Regions from separate parts of the Gossypium hirsutum genome. Here region 2 is linked to region 1. Evidence: chromatin contacts called from public Hi-C data. All regions are on one chromosome and are shown on one strand. Each heading gives the region's core, a stretch centred on a gene start, on an enhancer-like site or on the middle of the called end of the contact. The rest is flanking DNA. Distances are from core to core; before and after follow the strand shown. Region 1 holds the start of LOC121208288 (caltractin). Region 2 has its middle 23 kb from the start of LOC107914416.

What was found. A called contact is a pair of places that touch in the nucleus more often than the background predicts.
Region 2: a contact with region 1 is called in a Hi-C map of hypocotyl, with 4 times the contacts expected there. The contact joins the enhancer-like site here to the promoter of LOC121208288 in region 1. A contact is called at or near these places in 13 of 34 Hi-C or Micro-C datasets (anther, callus, cotyledon and 4 more).

Annotation. Positions count from the first base shown.
Region 1 is chrA10:18,173,065-18,177,224 of Gossypium_hirsutum_v2.1, reverse strand. It overlaps LOC121208288 (caltractin), which reads right to left and starts at 1,532. Exons shown (of 7, transcript XM_041078839.1): 1 at 1,266-1,532; 2 at 561-681; 3 at 437-473; 4 at 319-346; 5 at 68-220. The coding sequence starts at 1,268.
Region 2 is chrA10:18,239,679-18,243,842 of Gossypium_hirsutum_v2.1, reverse strand. No RefSeq gene overlaps it. Among protein-coding and RNA genes, the nearest start is that of LOC107914416, 23 kb to the right of the region's middle. Within about 2 kb of position 1,757, at least 3 of the 9 cell types and tissues checked have an H3K27ac peak or open chromatin away from gene starts, as enhancers often do. A contact at or near this core is called in hypocotyl and leaf, where this site is marked.

The DNA of each region.
Region 1 (4,160 bases), core at 283-2,782:
AATCAATCTTACAGAAAAAAGCTAACAACATCCTTTCTAAATAAACAGGTAAAAAACAGATTTTTACATTGTTATCTTGATCAATGATTTGGAATGCTTTCATAAGCTCTTCTTTAGTGTCCCTCTCCCCGATCTTGGCAGTCATCATGTGAACAAATTCATCAAAGTCAATGGCACCACTGCCATCCTTGTCAACATCCGCAATCATTTGATTGATTTGCTGTTGTGAAACAGCAGATCGAAACATAAGGATTCCAATATAATCACATTAATATGCTATCTATTGCAAGATATAAAAAGGAAAATACAAAAACTTACCTCTTCTGTCATTTCGAAACCAAGAGCCCTGTAATGCTAAAACTTTCAGTGACAATGTGAAGATATCAACTAAAAAATCTATTTAAAAACACGAAATATCACGCATAAATACTCATACCTCATAGCAACATTCAGCTCTTTGGCATCAATGGTACCTGGCCAGCAAATTCAAACCTATAATTTAGTAAAAATGCCAACCACACATCATATATAACACCTGTATTAAACGACCCATTCCATACCTGAGCCATCAGTGTCAAACAGTTCAAATGCTTCCTTAATCTCTTGCCTCTTCTGCTGGCTTAATCCATGGTGTCTTCCCTTCTGCTTGTCTTTCCTTGATGCCCCTCTGTAAAGACTAGCCTGACCAAACATTCATTAAAGACATGATCAAAACCAATTCTAGTTGGATAAAAGTCTTACAACATCATCCCACGTATACTTGGTTATGTTAATCAGACTCGAGTGCGAGTGTCAGATGCTATTACAGTGCAGATGCATTTTTCTTTTTACCAAGATTCTTATCCAAATATGTGTCGGATAAAGGTTTCAGGCACTGATACTTCAAGCAAAATGAAGATCCGGAGAAACATAGATATTTCCAAATTGAGCAAGCCATAAATAGTCAAACACAAAGAAAATATTATGCTCAAGTTAAAGGAATCTTCAAATTAAAGGGTTTCATCCATAATTGCTGCAATTTACAGACATCACCGATTTTTTTTTTTAAATTTCCACGTCCTGCTAATTCACCACATATCTCATCCATTTCATTTTATTATAAAACAAAAAAAATCACAATTCAATCCAAAATAAAATTTACCAAACAGTAGGCAGTAAACTAAACCCTAATCTTTAACAATAATAGTAAAGAAGAAGAAAGAGGAGTATAATTATTGATTAAAACAAAGTAAATTGAATGGTAGAGATAAATATGAAGAACATACCATTGTTCACTGAGATGAGATCTTAAACCAGTTCCAGAAAAGTCCCCTAACTTCAAAAGAAAAGCAATTGCAAAGACTTGATTTTGAAGATTTTAACCTCAGGAAAGGGAAAGAATTGGTTCTTTACGCGGTTAATTGATCTTTGTTGACTCCCATGAAAAGCCCCATTGTTAACTAATATAAGCCAATAATGGGCTTAAGTGGGCCTTAGTTGGCCCTTATAAACTAAATTTAGGTGTGTTTTGCATTTATTTATGGAATTAGTCTGATTTTGTTTTATGGATTTATATTTGATTTATTAATAGTCTACTATTGTTAATAAGTTAAATTATAGAATATCATTTTAAAAATGAAAATATATTTTTAAATATATTTAAATCATTTGTAATAATCCGGTTCATTAATAGTGCATGAAATTATATACTATTCGTGCATCAAATATTAATTCCGAACATAAACAATAAAATAGATATGAAAGAAATCAAATCTTTGATCTTTGTTTTTGAAAGGATTCCAACAAATTGATGTTCGATTTAGTTGTTAAATCTCTTTTTGAAAAATTAATGTGATTCGATATGCACTTGGCAGGGTGTTTTTATCTATATGTTATGATATGAATTTAAATTTCTAAAGATGTAACTTTTATTTTCTTTTGACATTGGGAGTGGAGAAAAGAATTGTTTGTGATTGTGGAGTATATGTAACACCCCTATTTCATGTTCGACTCAAGGAACCTGATATAGGAATATTACATTTGGTGTCAAGGTAATTCTTAGCTAATCACTAATATATTAAAACATAAAAATGGACACTTGGAACATACTTAATATTTTTCCTAAGTACATGCCATTCTATTCAAAATTTTAATATATATCCTGTTGTTACTTGAAGATGTGATAAAATGAAAGTTTGCAATCTCAAAATTCAACTCTTCAAAAATTCATGTACTTAATCTGCACATGGAAATAAACCATACGCTGAGTATACACCCAGTGGTATTACTGTAATTCAAATACTTAAGGTAAAATAATATATATACATTAAATCTTACCACTATTTTACCTTTAATAAATCTTTCATGCATTTAAACTTTAATTTTTAATTTAATAATATGTATTTTAAATAGTTTTTCTTCATTTTAATTTATATATCTTCTTACTACATCAATATCCATTTCATGCATTTCATCAATAACCATTTCATAAATCATTATTTCATAAATTTCATTTCTATATCTCAATTCAATAACTTATTCTCTAAGAAAATATTCATTTCTATTCATAATCAATCAATAACAATCAGTTGTTCAGTACTTTAATATAATCATTCAGTAATCATCAATTATTCAGTAACATTAGTCTTTCAATAATTATTTAAACCAACATTTTTCAATAAAAATAATTATAATTAATTCATATGATTATATTCAATTAACTCATACACTATTTCACTATTTCCTATTCATTCTATTTTCACTCCTTATTTCGATATCTCAATTTCAATTCATATTTCAATTCATTATTTCACTTTCTCATACTTTCAATAGTTCAATCGATCAAATTCATTTGATTTTCTCATTTCATTTTTTCAACTGATTTCAATATCGATAATTCGATATTTAACAATTTCATGAACCTTAAGTTCATGCTTCAAATCTTATGTCTCAATTCAATTCACAATTCAACTCATAATTTCTTTCTCATACTTTTAATAGTACGATTAGTCAAATTTATTTAATTTTCTCATTTCAGTTATTCACCCTATTAACAAACCCGAACCTTGGAGGATGCACGAATCCAACCAACACAGCAGTACGACACTTAGTGCCTCATCAGCTTTGCCGAAGTAAACAGTAACAGTACAGTACTCAGTACCTCATCGGATTAATCCGAAGTAACAGTAATTGTACGACACACAAGGTGCTTCATCGACTTGAGTCGAAGTAACAGTACGACACTTATAGTGCATCATCGACTCAAGGTCGAAGTATTCCTAAACACTTCCAATCCTATAACATGCCAACTATATCCGACTCAGCTCGACTGGTTAATAGGGTATTCAAATAATTTTTCTATTTCAAATTCACTTTCAATTCAATCACAATTCAATTCATATTCACTTTTTCACTTTCTAATCAATATACAATTCAATATCAATACATATTTCAGATAAGCACATATAATCATACTTTGATTCAATTCAATCCACTTTTCAATCAATACACAATTCACATATTCACCATATTCATAATTTAATTTACTTTTATTCAATTCGTATTTTCGATTCATTTTCCAATCAAGTTCAAGTCACTAATCACTTTTCAATTAATATACATTTCAAATAATCACATATTTTCTTCATTCAATTCATTTTGATTCAATTCAAATCACTTTAATTTCCAATTTGTTCATATTTAATTTCAATAGCCATAAACACTTTTAAATCAATTTCATTTAAACCAATATCATTATTTCAATTACTTTCCTAAATTTATCTACCATGCATTTTAATTAAAATATAACAATTAATAATAAATAGATTTGAATTATAGTAATACAAACCTGGATTTACTCGATTATTCCTCGATAACCTTCTTCTTTCTTTTGTGTGCCGATGCCTCGAGTTCCTTGTTAGCTACGAAAATAATAATAATTTACACTATTAATTACAACATTAATTTATAATAATATTTGAATTTATATCCAATTTATATTTTAGTTCCAATTTAGTCCTAACTAGATATATCTACTTTTCTAATTTAATTCACACTCTATTTCTATTCAAATTTCATCCAAGCTCAAATTTAACTACTAAATTTTCAATATATTTCACTAATTTTGAATTTTCCTCAATTTAGCACCTACAACATAAAACTTATAGCTTACTTTACAATTT
Region 2 (4,164 bases), core at 508-3,007, 66 kb before region 1:
ACCGCCATATATGGCAATCGGAAACTGGAAAATTTCCTTTTTCCAACGCGAGTCAGAATGGTACGTTTCCCTTTTTTACTGTTTACAATATATATATATATACATTAAAAAAAATCACCTTTGTGTTTCTCGATTGACTGTAGTTCCCTCTTTCTGTATGAAAAAATGCCCTTCTTTTTTTTATTGAATCTCTATTTTTATATGCCAAAAAAAAGATCTCTCTACATTGTTTGATATCCGGCCTTTATAGGCTTTTTACAATACAAATCTTTGGTATCTTTTTGTTTGCTTGATTTCTTGCCATATATTGCTGGTACTGTTCCTTTTGTTTCCTTTTGCAGGTGAGTGAAGAAATCTCGACGGAGGATGCGCCGATTATGGCGCGATGTGGCGCTGGAGTCACGGCGCTGATGGTGTGTAGCTGGATCGACGCGAGATGAAACGACATGACTCGGGGCCAGAGTTAAAGAGTGAGGTGAAGGGGCGTGTCTGTTGCGGTGCGAAGCTTCTGGAAACCCTAAGGTTCCCAGATTTAGTTTAGGCATTAGGCCTCACTAGTTTGGGTATGGCTCGTGTATTTGGGCTTGGGTGTAACGGATACTGGGTAGTGGTAAGCTTACTGGGTTGTAACCGGGTGTAGGGATTGTGGGCTTCAAAGATACCCGAACTTTGGGCTTTTGTAAACGGACTTTATTAATGGACTGTTTCATAAATAAACATTTATTTATTTATTTATTATTCTTGGTTTTAAGGCCCGGGTAAATTTGGGTTATTACAAAAAGAAGGTAGGCTAAAATTGGCATTCTATTTGTAGCTTAATGGATATGAAACGAGGTGGGTTATTGATGTAGCTTGTGCTGATAATGGACAGTTGTTGCTTTGCATGCTATGCTTGAAGCTGAATGTTATTCCTTTTTCTTTTTCTTTTTTTTTTGGTTTAGATAAAAAGGCACTCAAGCGATGAAGACTTTGGTCATTCACTATTCCTAGAAATGTATTTCTTTTGTGTGGTTGAACAAACTATTTACAGGTGGTTGGGTCCGGCCATTGCAGCAAATAACTAAAAAGCTATACGCTACTGTCAAGCTGCCTGATGAAGTTGGTCAAAAGATTTGAATTGCCAAAAGCTACTAGCATCCATTTCAGCAACATATTCTGTTAAGTAAAGCAAAATAGAAATAGGAAGATGAGTGTTTCCTTTTTATTTTCTCTTCCACCAAACAGATGGAGAGCAAATTTATGAATTTTATTTCTTTTCTTTCGGATAATTGTCGAACCTCATGAATACACTAACTTCTTTATCAAATAACCTTGGCAGGCAGTCCTGGATTGATTCCTCATTCTGAGATCATAACTTTAGTCAGGTCAGAGTGCTTTATTCTTCAACTTTTGATTTCTTCTAAAAAGACACATGTAACCCAGAGGAGAAAGCAATAAAATATCAACTATTCCGAGGCATCCGCACTAGTCTAAAAATAGAGGGATCATAATTGAGATTTAACCATTAACCATTATATGACATTAGGAAGGCCACCATTCCACGTGTCCACAGATAAAAACTTTGGACCTGATAGTTATAGATTTTCTCTTTTGGGTTTTAGTTTATGTTAGTTTCTTTCTTGTGTCGACTGTTTCTTTGAAAAAGGAAAATAAAAGATTGGGGCGTTAAGGCCCATTTGAAAGAGCTATGGGCTTAGTTAAATTGTAATCTAGGCCCGGAAACATGTCCACTTGGTGTCCAAATTCAACATATGCTGTCTTCTTATCCTATTCCAAAATTGTTTTAAAAATATCAATTGCGGTGGGCTTATTATGGTGAGGATGTGGTGTTTGTGCAGTTGATTTTAATCTTAGGGAAGGACTTGGGCTTAAGCAAAATGGATTTGCCAATTGGAATGATCCAATTTAGTGCATCACAAATTTTTTTGACTTTTAGTTGAAATATTTTTCCATATATCTATAATATTAAAAGTGAGTTTAGACAAACTTTGATGAATATTATTAAATTAAATTTATAAATAATTATTAGTTAAAAAATTGTGTTAAATTTAAAATAGAGTTATTATTTGAATAGAGTATAAAATATAGGGTAAACTACTAAAATGGTCACTCTTGTTTACTTTAGGTTACATTTTAGTCACTTATGTTTGAAATGTTACGTTTTACTCATTAACGTTAACGTGTTATAAAGTTTTAGTCACCGAATTGTTAATTGTCGTTAACAATGTAATGGTAAGCTAACGTGACAAGTTAAATCATCATTTCAAACAAAAATTTTAGGTTAAATTATACAATTGGTTCCTATATTTTTTTTTGTTTTGAACAATTTAAAAATTTTCTTTTATGTTTTTTTTTAATTTTCCATTTTTTCTTTATTTTCATTCTCTTCTACTTCATCCTCTGTTTTCCTCTCTTCTCAATCTCTTTAATGTAGTTTTTCTGTATTTTCCATTTGTTAAAACTTTTTGATGTTTATGAAAAAAGAAAAGGTGAAAGCTGAAACTAAAGTAAAGTAAAACTTGCTTCACATATTTTCACCCCACAATTACAAACCCTCATCGTCCATCATCACTTTAATGAACCAATTTGGATCTCTCAATGACATAGTCCACAAGCTCACCACACTCGAAGACCTCGCCAGTCGTGACTTATGGCAGTCCACCCTTAGCAAAGTTTTCCGAGCTCGTTCCCTTAACCTCCTAACCAACCCCCACGGCCACATTATTTGTCTTACCTACGACATTCTCGCCCTCTTGAAATTACGTTGTTTCACGGATTCTTCAAACGAGCTTTACACTCTTAATGACTAAAACAACCACCATACAAAACTTACCCTCAACTTTACCCAGACCAGTTTGGTTCTGTGCTCCCTTTATCTCTTTGGTTCATTCATGCTCGAGTTCCAGTCAAGCTTGCTTGGGAATATCTAAGAAGATTTAGATAAATTTTATCGTTTGTTTCATTTTATTTGTCAGAAAAGAAAAGAAAAGAAAAGAAAAGGAATAATCTACACGATTTTGAAAAAGTTTGAAAACGGAAGTAAAATGTTTTGAATATAAAGAATCCAATTTATGTTTAGATTTGATTAAGGATATGGTTTTTAATATTGATTAGTTAGATCCAATTTTAGTTTCAAAATTAGGTTATATTCAAATCAAGATTTAATTAAGAATGTTTGATATTTGGTTTTCAGTTAAATTCAATTTAGGAATCACGTAAAAGAAACAAGGACTTGGTTTATTTGGTGGGCAAAGATTATGTTACTGTAGTGAAGAATATGAGAAGAGAGAAAAATAAACGGGAAGAAGAAAAGGAAAATAAATAAAAGAAAAAAAAATTTCAAAAAAATAAAAGTATAGGGACTAGTTTTAACAAATGGAAAATATAGAAAAATTACGTTAAAAGAAATAGAGAAGGAAGGAAAATAAAATGAGAAGGAAAAGAGAATGGAAAATAAAGAAAAAGAAAGAAAAGTTCAAAGAACATAAAAGAAAAATTAAATTGCTCAAAACAAAAAAAAATATAGGGACCAATTGTATGATTTAACTTAAAATTTTCGTTTGAAATGATGATTTAACATGCCACGTCAGTTTATTGTTACGCCGTTAACGACAATTAACGCTCAGTGACTAAAATGTTACAACACAATAATGTAAGTGAACAAAACGTAACATTTCAAACATAAATGACTAAAATGTAACCTGAGACAAACAAATGTGACTATTTTGATAGTTTACCCTAAAATATAAGAAAATTATGATAAATTATGATTATAATTTAATTTAAAAATTATTAATTGGAAAATATAAAAAATTATGATAAAATATAATTATAATTTAATTTAAAAATTAATTAGTTAAAAAATTGAGTTGTGTTAAAATTTTTTTTATTCATTGATGTAAAATAGAGTTGTAAACAAATAGAAATGTAGAGAAAAAAAATATTTTTTTGTTATTCATCTCAAAAGTGAAGAATTTATACATGGTATAGAGAATAGAAAAAAAGGAAAGAAATCATAAAAATAAATCCCTACTAATCAATTCTATGATCCCTACAAATCAACTCTATGAATCAGCGTAAGATTATGTACAAACTGTTACATAGAAGAAAATGGGATGTCAATATTAAATTAGGTAAATACTAGATATAGAGAGACAATTAACA